Regions from separate parts of the Mus musculus genome. Here region 2 is linked to region 1. A link is a contact called in public promoter capture Hi-C data. All regions are on one chromosome and are shown on one strand. The core of a region is the stretch at or near the end of the contact, and the rest is flanking DNA. Distances in the headings are between cores, read along the strand shown.

Region 1 (5,373 bases), core at 1,316-3,815:
AGAGGAGCCCAAAAGTTCAATACCAGCCTTGCAAGACTCCATCTCAAAAAGAGAAAAAAGGAAAATCTTGTAATAGTCTTCTTTTCCACTAATTAATTAACTAATATTTATAATAATATGATAATACACCAAAACCTCTCACATTAAGCTCTAAAGTCTGCCACAAGCAAGAAGCAGGATGAAAGGAGTTGGGAAAATAATAACCACAACTAGGATGTAGTGCTAAGATTATCTCCCAAGATTAATGATTATATGAATCATATGAAGCAAAGGTTCAGATTTACCTTTAACTTAAGAGATTCTCCAAGCAGCGTTCCTTTATAATCTGTTGTATAGGTCCAGTCATATGGTTTAATAACTTCTTTGGAGTGTTCGCCCTCCGTCCTCAAATACCAAAACAAAAAGGACGATAAAATTTAGAATATATATCAGTGTTCATATGTACACCAAATTAACACATTATATATATAAAATAAAATACCCTACTAACACACATACAATATAAAACATCCTACTAAAGGCATATACTATCATTCACTAGCATAAAACCAACCTTTCTAAGTAACAATACATGTTTTCTGAACATGTATTGTTATTTAACTTGTCATGTGCTGATATACTCTTTCTAGGTCGTCCTACATTTCCTGAGACATGATTCAAAGCTCACATTTCATTCTGTCCTTCAAAGCATATAGTATATATTCAATAGGCACAAAGTAAATATTGCTAATTTAACCAGCAAAAACCAACCAACCAAACATTTTTCTTAGTTTTAATACCCCACAAATATTCAATTACAAGAAATGTTTTTCTTTAAAACCAGAAACTTTAAAGTTTCTGTAATGATTGGACTAAAGAACACCTACAAAGCTCAGCTCACATATATTTTAACCTAATGAGTATTTCAAGCAGTGGTAAAATTAACCTTTGTTTTATGGCTCAGAAAAATGAGTTTTGAATAATACAGTTTGAAAGTTTAATTGTAATAAAACACACATATCCTTGTTGAATACTTTGTGTTGAGCCTGTAACTGCCCAGATTCTCACCTACTTTCCTGCCACTCTTCAGCACAAGCTACTTTGAGCATGCCCTGATAGTTGTTCACACATCTCAGTGCGTCCGTAGCATTGAACTCTATTCCAAAGCCAGAGCCATGCTGGATCCTTAGAACGTTGTCTCCAAACATCATTTCAGGGAGGGATGGCATGTGCAGCTCGTCAGCTAACCTGCACAGAAGCAGAGGTCAGGGAGGTTCCTTTATGCTCACGAGTCAATTCTGTCTCTTTCTCATCCCAACCTAACTCTGACTTTCCAGGATAAGTGGAGAAGTCCATGACGATAAAGAATCTGTAAGATGCTCTCATCACCTACTTGTTCATCATCAAATCTCTGCAGCACTAAACTCAGCAAGACAGAGTGGGGAGGGAGGGATACATGGGGGAAAACCAAAGTGAAGAACCTGGTAGTGATCATAATTAAGGCCAATTCCAACTTCACTACTTGTAAAAATCTGATCCTTAAAAACCATTCTGTGTGCTAAGAAAAAGCCCAGAGAGTTCAAGAGCACGTGACTGCTAGGTGTAACACCAGGCCTTTATTCAACATGTTAGACCATTTTTAACATGTCTCAGATGGGCAGCTTCACTAGAATATCTACAAAAAGCCAGAGCCACAAATCAATAACACACCGCTGGGTTATGATATTGTGAATGGTATTGTTATTGTTGTTTTGATACTTGAAAAGTTTGTTAAGAAAAAATGAGATTGTTTTTGTTTACATTGGGACTTCTGGTTTAAAAAGAAAATGAAAAAAGTTGGCCAACCAACACAAAGCCTGCTTTGTCACATAGTACCAACTGATTGGCACTAAGTTATAAGCTGTCAACCTCTAAGTAGGGGGTGGGCTGTCCAGTTCACTGGTCCTTTTGAAAACTGGGTTGACAACTCTGGACTACAACCAACATGGAAGAGTTAAGTGTAAGGACAGTGGCACATATATCTTGGTGGTAACCAACAGCTCTCTAATTGGCCTTAAGGCCCACTCAACAAAAGAAAGTTATGCTCAGTACTAGAAACTTCACCAAGTACCTGGGACTAGTGAGGTCATGAATCTTAGAGAACCTACAACTAAGCCAGAATAATACATATAATATGCATGCAATATGCACACCATCACCACCAACCACAATAATTAAAGAAAAAGAGACCATGAATCTGAGAGAGCAAGTGGAAGGTTACATGGGAGGGCTGGCCAAAGGGAAGAGAAAAAACAATGCAATTATAGTTAATGTCAACAAATAAAAGATGTTTCTTTTTTTTTTTTTAAAGCCGGTTTATAGTCCCAGTTAAAGAAAGGACTTCTCATTCTGGTTTTCAGTACCTGAGTTTGAACGGAGAGCCTTGCACCTGCTAGACACATTCGCTATCACTTAGCAGCAACCCTATTTTGTGTAAAGCTAGGGGCAGTTACTTATTCACTCCTGGAAAACCAAGCTCTAAGTACATGCTGGCACGCCTAACGAGCCTGGTTACAACCTGAACTTCCAACTCAGGGATGAAAGTTCAAAACTTAACCAAAGGCAAACTCTGGAAACTTGGTCCAATATGCTTATTCTGGGTTGAACCGACCAGTTAGTACGGCGATTCTCTCCTTTCCGAACTCTGAGTGAACGGTCACAAGAAGCACAGTTCAAGACACAGCATGGGGGCTGGAGAGATGGCTCAGTGGTTAAGAGCACTAGCTGCTCTTCCAGAGGCCCTGAGTTCAATTCCCAGCAACCACATGGTGGCTCACAACCATCTATGAGATCTGCTGCCCTCTTCTAGTGTGTAGGAATACATGTAAGTAGACACTGTAACATAGTAAATAAATAAATCTTTAAAGAGACAGACAGACATAGCATGAAACGGAAGTCACAAGGCTGAGCAGAAGTGTGAAGCTGCTAAGTAACAGGACAAAGAGGGGCATGAAGGGGGCAAGGCAAAGACAAATAAAGGAACTAGGGTTGGAAAGCAGTAGAGTAGATGTGTGTTGTGTGTGCATTCCACTGTTTTAGAGGTGATCTCATAGTATCCTACCTAAAATAATGTCTCCTCCCAACTACCTTGCTTTATTTTTGTTTTGAGGAGGGGAGTCTTTTGTTTATTTTGCTGTTGCTTTTTGAGACAGGGTGTCTCTGTGTTACTGTCCTAAACCCCTCCACCTCAAAACACCAAGCTGGCCTCCAACTCAGAGATATACCTGCATCTGCCTCTCAAGTGCTGAGATTAAAGGCCTGCACCACCATGCCCAGCTACCTTGCTGTTTTTTATTTATCACTTACGAATAGCTGGCATTAGAAAATACATAGTAAATGTACATATAGAAGAAACATATTTATAAAGACAACAGGTCTCACTTAGGTGTGGTGGTTGGTGGACACCTTTAGTTCTAGCACTCAGGAGGCAGAAGAGGATCTGTTAATGAAGCCAGCCTGCACTCCATAGCAAGTTCTATACCAACCAGATCTACATAGCGAGACCTTTTATCAAAACAAGAACAAAAAGCAAGCAACAGGGCTGGAGAGATGGCTCAGCAGTTAAGAGCCCTGACTGCTCTTCCGAAGGTTCTGAGTTCAAATCCCAGCAACCACATGCTGGCTCAAAACCAACCATGAGATCTGATGCCCTCTGCTGGTGATCTGAAGACAGCAACAGTGTACTTAGATAAAATAACAAATAAATCTTTAGGCCAAAGCGAGTGGGGCCAACCAGATCAAGCAGAGGTTCTGAATTCAAATTCCCAGTAACCACATGATAGCTCACAACAATCAGTACAGCTACAACGTGCTCATATACATACAATACACAAATCTTTTTTTAAAAAAAAGCAAGCAGCAACAAAAATATTCTGAATCTGGACACAGTGGTGCACACCTTTAATCCCAGCATTCAAGAGGCAGGGGCAGGCAGATCTCTGTGACTTTGAAGCCAGCCTGGTCTACACAGTGAGTTCTGGGTCAACCAGGACTACACAGTGAGATCTTGACTAAAATTTAAAAACAAAACAAAACAAAACAAAACCTGCAAGTCTTAGTATCTCACGATCAGAAAGTATAACACTAAGGTTCCAAGCAAGTGCATTTTCCAGACATCTTATAAACCAAGTCTTACTGATTTTAGAAACTTTTAAAAATGTTCTATAGACTTCTTTGTGGGGGTTTTTAAAAAAGAAATATGAAACTATTCATTGACCACTTTTTTTGTTTTGTTTTTTTTGTTTTTTGTTTTGTTTTTCGAGACAGGGTTTCTCTATATAGCCCTGGCTGTCCTGGAACTCATTCTGTAGACCAGGCTGGCCTCGAACTCAGAAATCCGCCTGCCTCTGCCTCCCAAGTGCTGGGGTTTTAGGCGTGCGCCGCCACTGCCCGGCCATTGACCACTATTTTTACACCAGATTTTACAATGACATATGTAACATTTTGCTCATAATATAACTAACTTTTCTGGCTCCTGTTGAACCTATAACACAAAAGATTGAGCATACATAGAAGAAATGAGATAAAGATAAAGAAAGCACGTATATATCGGTTGTCTAGATTACAAGAGCTAGGACGAGAGAGATGGCTCACAACCAAAAAGATAAATCACCAAAGTTGTTCATTCACCTAGGCTGCCAGGTCCTAAGTCTTCTACTCTGACAGGCTTCCCTGAATCAACACCTTCTAACGGTGCGATGAGGATTCCAAGAGCCAAGTCTTAGCTAGCCACTTACTAATCTAGGAACTATCAACTTCTTGTCACTCTAACTTAGGAAGTTTTTTTATTTTATGAAGATAGGAATGAGCTCGGATAGTGGTGGTGGCAGTACACACCTTTAGTCCCAGCACTCAGGAGGCAGATCTCTATAAATTAGAGACCAGCCTGGTTTATAAAGCAAGTTCCAGGACAGCTAGGGCTACATTGAAAAATCAAAAATCAGAAGAATGAGGGAATGAGGGAAGGAAGGAGGGAGGGAAGGAGGCAGGCTATCTGGCTGGCCTTATAAAAGGCTCTTAAAGTGTATATTTAAGTATCTGAGTTGCTAGTTAAAATACACCAGGATTTGACCAGTGTCTCCATCTGGGTAGGGAGATTGTTGGCAAAGATAAATTTTTTCCTTTTGGGAATTCTGCAGATAAACTGTAACATTAACATAAGTGCAGATATATAGATAAGGTTCTGACAAGGCTGCTTTAAAATTATCTAATTTAAATTGTTAACTTTTCTGTGTCCTTAAGCAGAAAACTTAAATCTTATTTTGCCATTTCTTGGCAGCAATCTTCACATGTAAGAACATATGGGCTGCGCCAAGTTAAACTGAGTGTGTAAACCTTCAGTAGCTCCAGAATGAC
Region 2 (6,000 bases), core at 2,087-4,586, 100 kb after region 1:
GGACAAAATTTTGTCTTTGCTATGTATCCTTAACTATTTATCTAGCTGGCCTACTCCAGGAAAATGAACAGAACACACACAGTTCCCATATCTCCATCAGTGTACAGGGACAGTGTAGACACTTGCCCTTTGGTTTTGTTCTGATCTTTGCCTAGCAATTATCCAGCACCCTCTGCCCTCTAGCAAATCCATGCTGCTGGCCTAAAGTCACCCCTACTTTCCATGACAAAGCTATCTATCTTCTGCCAGCAGCAGGTGATTTTGAGTTTGCAGCCAACTTGTGGGTAAGAGGTCCATATTCCCCATAGAAATGCCTCTGTTGCTGCATCTTCATGACGGTTCGTGGCCCAGCTGGAGAAAGTTTATGTCTACCTCAGTGTCTGGTTCAGTCATTTCTTCTGGCAGGATATTTAGGTCATAGAAAATAACAGGAATAGTTAAGCTACCTGCTAATTAGCCCAAAAGTAAACTGCTTTTAATGAAAAGCAGCTGGCATAGCAAATACACTAAAAGCACCAACAGAGAGGGCCTGTGCTTGAGATGAGTGTGGCAGACTGTCAGATCTGCTCTGCCTTTCATCGGTCAGGCAGCTCTGCAGGGTCTGGAAGCCGCTTCCAGCTGTGGTCCAGAGCTAGAGCTCAAGGCTAGCACTGAAGGTGATGGATGAGATACAACATGGACCTACAGTTCGGCCTTGGGAACTCCACACTTTCTCTGCGGCATCGGTGTTCTAGTTTTGGTAGTATAGCATGGCTGTGTTAAGATGTGTGCAATGACCAGCCCAAGCACTTGGTTCATTTTCTTCTCTAACTGCTGGCTGGCAAGGAGGGATAGTGAAGGCAGTTACTGGCTTAACTAAAGGTCACAGAAAAGCAGCTGAGCTGAGCGGCTGTCCTTTGTAAGTGAGACAGATGCCAAGAGTTCACTGACTAGAAAACCAAAGACATCCTCTCAAAGAGACTCATGTCTTATCCTGCCTATAAGCCAGGAACAGCAAAAGCTGTGTGCGCATGCGTGTGTGTGTGTGTGTGTGTGTGTGTGTGTGTGTGTGTGTGTGAGAGAGAGAGAGAGAGAGAGAGAGGGAGGGAGAGAGAGAGAGACTCCTGTTTTTGAAGTAGTCCTTTTGTCGCACTAAACAACAGGTACAGCACTCTGCCTGCCCAGGAACTTTTATCTGTAAGGTATCAGGAGGCAGCACCTGCTTCTCTCCCATCTGGCAGCTCTGGCTTCTGGAAGAGGCTGGCAGCTATGGTTGCTTGTGGGGGTGACATTAGAACGTATATAACCAATAACCTGGTGCTGAGAAAAGACTTTATTTTTGTAAGTAGGTTGGAGAAATGTACAGATGTAATTGGATTGAGGGGCACAGACAGACAACGTAGGAGGTGGAAGAGGTCATGTCTATGGAGCAGTTCAGGAAAACACGGTGAGGTACACACAGTTCAGGAAAACACGGTAAGGTACACACAGTTCAGGAAAACACGGTAAGGTACACACAGGAAAACACGGTAAGGTACACACAGTTCAGGAAAACACGGTAAGGTACACACAGTTCAGGAAAACACGGTAAGGTACACACAGGAAAACACGGTAAGGTACACACAGTTCAGGAAAACACGGTAAGGTACACACAGGAAAACACGGTAAGGTACACACAGTTCAGGAAAACACGGTAAGGTACACACAGTTCAGGAAAACACGGTAAGGTACACACAGTTCAGGAAAACACGGTAAGGTACACACAGGCCTGGGGGACTGTCTGAAGTGGAGGTGGATGCTAGAGTCAGCTAACTGATCACAGTAATTCAGGAATATGGACAGAGAGGTAGACCAGAAGACAGCACCTTGAGTTTGTGCTAATGTAAATCATCTATAAGACCCAGTGACTGATTTGGATGAGGTGTCAACAGATCCTGAGAAGTAGCTCAAGAAAAGTGAAGAAAAAGGGAAGAGAACTGTAAAGGCCCTTTTACATTATCTGGTCACACAGAGGTCAAGATGGAAAGGACTATTAAATTCAGAAAACAGCAAGCCCTCTTTTGTTAGAGAAATGACTAGAAAATGTGGGTAAAGTAGCAAAGAATTAAATAAAAAGTCAAATTTAGGATATCTTAAAGCAACCAACATCTTTAATTAGAAAGCAACAAACATGCAAATGGCAAGTGTAGAAATTTATTTGAACCAACATTTTCACTACAATGAAAATGACTTCAGCATTGATCCAAGCTCCCACAGCGGAGGGTCAGGAAGTATTGCACTTTGCTTTTTTTTTTTTTTTTTTTTTTTTTTTGGACTCCATACACGGCAAAAGGTTTCAAAAAACATTTTGCTTACTTTGTTTTACACACTCTCCCAACTCATGCACACACTCATTCCAAACCAATGTTTGGTTATCCCCAAAATAGGGAAGAACTCCAAAAAAAAAAAAAAAAAAAAAAAACCCATAGCCTTAAATTGCACTAAAGTTCTGTAAAGAAAAAAAATATAATAAATGTCGTATACAAATCTCAGAACATCTAAGTGCTTGCCAAGGAGTTCTTTATTCTTCATCCTCATTTTCATTCTCCTGACCTGAACCTTCTGATCTGTCACCCTCCAGACGGTCTGGAAAACAGACATGAGAATCATACACACTCAAAATCCTTTTAGTATTTATCATAAATAACCCCTAGAACTTCATTTAAAACCACAAAAAACATTTCTAATTCAAAACTTAAGTATGTAAAAATCTACTCACTAGTATATACAGAAGTCTTGGTTTGGTTTTTGTTTTTTCGGAAACAAGGTCTTACTATGTAGCCTTGGCTGGCTTTGTAGACCAGGCTGGCCTCTAATTCACAGAGATCTACCTGCCTTGCATTTCTAGAGCTAGGATTAAAGTCATACACCACCAAACCTGGCTCTTAAAGGTTTTTTGTTTTTTTTTTTTTAAGATTTTCTTTTCAATGTTTTAAATTCTATGTATGTGCACCCATGCCCAGTAGGCATGTGTATATGAGAGCAGGTGCCTGTTGAGGCTGGAAGCCCTGGAAGCCCTGGAGCTGGTGATACAGGCGACTGTGAGCTGCCTAACGTCAGTCTTCTGAAAGAGCAGCACGTACTCTTTAACTGAGCCATGCCTCCAGCCCCAATATAAGCTTTCAATTTGGCGTCAAAAGGTAATGAAGAATGAAAACATAATACAGTATATACAATACCATATAATTTTAAACATACAAGACCTTGATATATTACATTCTCTTGCAGTGGTTTTCAAACAAGGTGTCTTGGAGGCTAAGTTTTAACTAAGGGGACCTGGAAGGGGATGCAAGAGAGAGAAGCCTGGAGAGAATGCTGATGTGTTCACCTTCTGACACTGTGACTTGATGTCATTTACAAAGTTCATGCTCCAAAACAGAGCAATCAGGTTGCAAAAATAAAACAAACAAAAACTTTGCCAAAAAAAAAAAAACCCCAAAAAAACTCTTACACTGGAAACAGTACTTTCAATGAAATTATGATTTTCCATTGGGCTAAATTCACAGCTATTTTGGGGCACATGGCCTGTGGGTAACCAGATGGACACATCTGTAAGAGGCTTGTGTACTTCTGTTTGTAAGATTTCTTAAAATTCAGTATCTACTACATTCCAGGAAGTGGCTAACCCTGAGATAACAATGGTGACTAAAATGAATGCAGTTTCTTCCCTCAAGGTAAGCCCTATCTGGTTCAATATTCAAGTGTACACATATGTCATGTACTTGGTGGCCACTGTACCATGCATGCTCTCCTAGGCTTATCCCATTTGCACTTGCTGTTCCTTTGCTTGGGGCATTTTTGCATAATCCATTAGACCATGCTTCTGCCCAGTACAACTATGAAGCTTTTTGCTAAACTTTCCCAACTTCTTCATGAGCTCCTTCCTCCACATTTTCTGGAAACTCCTTGATGAGCCTTACAACAATGACCCAGGTTACACTACTTGTGAACCTGTCGATTAGCTTTTGGATAATTTTGGATCTTTCTATCTTCAGGGCTTATACAGACCGTTCAGTGAAGGTGTTTAGTGTCCTTGGTTGGTTTCCGCAGCACTGAAGAATTCAACCTAGAGCCTCGGGCACAATAAGTAAGAAAGCACTGTGCCACAGAGCTTTACCCTGGAGCAAGGTTTACTGAAGGAATGGATGTGAGGTATGAAGATAAGCTGTATCGCACCAGGGTGTATGAAGACAATGGCAGAAAGCCACTGCCACAGTAAGGATAGCATTTAAGACATATATTGACAAGTGCATTTTCCCAAATACTGTGGAAAATATTAAAATAGATCAGGCTTAAAGATGTCCACAACAGAAGGACACCAAACACCAGATGGGAGGGAGCAGTTTAATGATAGAAACTCTGAGGAGAGGAAGGTTTTGGTTTATCATCTAGGGCTAGCATGGCAGAGTAATGGGCTGGCCTCAGGGCTGTACGTGAAACCCTGAGTCAAAGGGAATGTAGTTTCAAGTCAGGTTTAACGTTCATCAGGTAATGGCCTGGGCAAATTATTAAAGCCTAATTTAAAGGGTTACTATTTGAGAGACTGGAGAGACTTGCTGCTTTTGTAGAAGACCCAGGTTCAGTTCCCATCACCACACACTGGATCACAAACAACTGTAGCTCCAGGTCTATGGTATCCAACATTCTCTTTTGAACCCCCTTTGTGTTAGGCATGCATGTGTACATGCAGGTAAAACACTCATACCATACCATAAAATAAAATAAAATAAATCTAAAATAAAGTCTTTAATTTTTTTTTAAAGGGCTAGTATTTGCTGTGTCAGTGGTACATGGCTTTAATACTAGTACTCAGGAGGCAGAGGCAGGAGGATCTCTGTGAATCGAGGCCAGCCTGGTCTACAGAGCAAACTGCAGGACAACTAGGACTACAGAGAAGCCCTCTAAATAAATAAGTGAACAGTTAATATTTGATACAATATAAGTACTCTATAAATGATGCATAATACTCAACACGTGAATGAACTTATGAAGTCAGTGAGAAGTGATAAGCATACATAATACACACTTTTACTGTTATGAATACAGATTATGCAATTTACTCTGAAATATTAGTTGTAATGATACATAGTTTTCAGATCCAAGTCACTGAACCAGAGTTTATCATCTAAAAAATGTATTAAGAGGTGGAGAGATGGCTCAGTAATTAAGATCACTTATATAACCTGGCTTCAGTTCCCAGCACCCAGTAACCATAGTCTGTAACTTCAGTTCCAGAGGATCCAATACCTTCTTCTTGCTCCTGTGGGCACTGCATACATACAGTACCAGATACACATGAAGGAAAACTCAGACACATAAAATAAAAATAATTAAATCTTAAAAACATTATTGAAAAGTACACTAACATAACTTCCTTCCTTACCACATAACGCTTGCTTTTCACTAGGGCTTTACTGATTTTTTAAATAAATCTATGGTAAAGTGTACTCAGCATAACCTTATTTATTGTTTTTGTTAGTGGAGGCAGGACTCATGTATCTCAGGCTAGCCTTGAACTTCCTATGTAGCCTAGGGTGACTCTGGACAGCTCTTCCTCCCTCCTCCCTCCACCTCCCTTGTGTTTAGGGAGTGCCACTACACCCACCCAGCAGTGCACTGTACTTCCTGTAAAGGAAGATTACCTAAGACAGAGTTCTCAAGCGACTGTGCTTGCATTTTACCATTTTCCAATAAACGAGTTTTATAAGGACATAATTTACAGTGTTAGGTCAAGGGTTCACAGAAAGAAATCCTAGTTCTAAAGTTGTTGATTTCATTTTTGGACATTAAGAAAATCACATAGATCTCTAAGGTAGGGCTTACTGTTTTCAAATAAAATAATGATTTTAATGATAGAGTAGAAGTTCTTACCAGCTCGGATATGATTCAGTGACGCCAACATCCTCAACATGAAAGAGGCTGGGACGGTGATGGTGTTCCGAGTCTCTTCCAGCATGAGTTCATTCCGAGTTATAACCTACA

Evidence for each region. Promoter capture Hi-C pulls out the DNA fragments that hold promoters and counts their contacts.
Region 2: a contact with region 1 is called in a promoter capture Hi-C map of liver, with 1.7 times the contacts expected there. The contact joins two enhancer-like sites. A contact is called at or near these places in 1 of 39 promoter capture datasets (liver), 13 of 484 Hi-C or Micro-C datasets (cardiomyocytes, cerebral cortex, cortical neurons and 7 more), 9 of 115 datasets of contacts at active chromatin or transcription factors (the SCID.adh cell line, astrocytes, cardiomyocytes and 4 more) and 2 of 9 other capture datasets (adipose tissue and pancreatic islet).

The regions. Positions count from the first base shown.
Region 1 is chr1:165,227,221-165,232,593 of GRCm38.p6, forward strand. Tiprl (TIP41, TOR signalling pathway regulator-like (S. cerevisiae)) reads right to left here. Exons shown (of 7, transcript NM_145513.4): 2 at 1,048-1,227; 3 at 285-384. Among named protein-coding and RNA genes, the nearest start is that of Tiprl, 7.1 kb to the right of the region's middle. Within about 2 kb of position 2,566, at least 8 of the 459 cell types and tissues checked have an H3K27ac peak or open chromatin away from gene starts, as enhancers often do. A contact at or near this core is called in liver, where this site is marked.
Region 2 is chr1:165,327,400-165,333,399 of GRCm38.p6, forward strand. It overlaps Dcaf6 (DDB1 and CUL4 associated factor 6), which reads right to left. Exons shown (of 19, transcript NM_028759.1): 18 at 5,890-5,995; 19 at 2,101-2,604. The coding sequence ends at 2,540. Among named protein-coding and RNA genes, the nearest start is that of Gpr161, 35 kb to the left of the region's middle. Within about 2 kb of position 3,337, at least 5 of the 459 cell types and tissues checked have an H3K27ac peak or open chromatin away from gene starts, as enhancers often do. A contact at or near this core is called in liver, where this site is marked.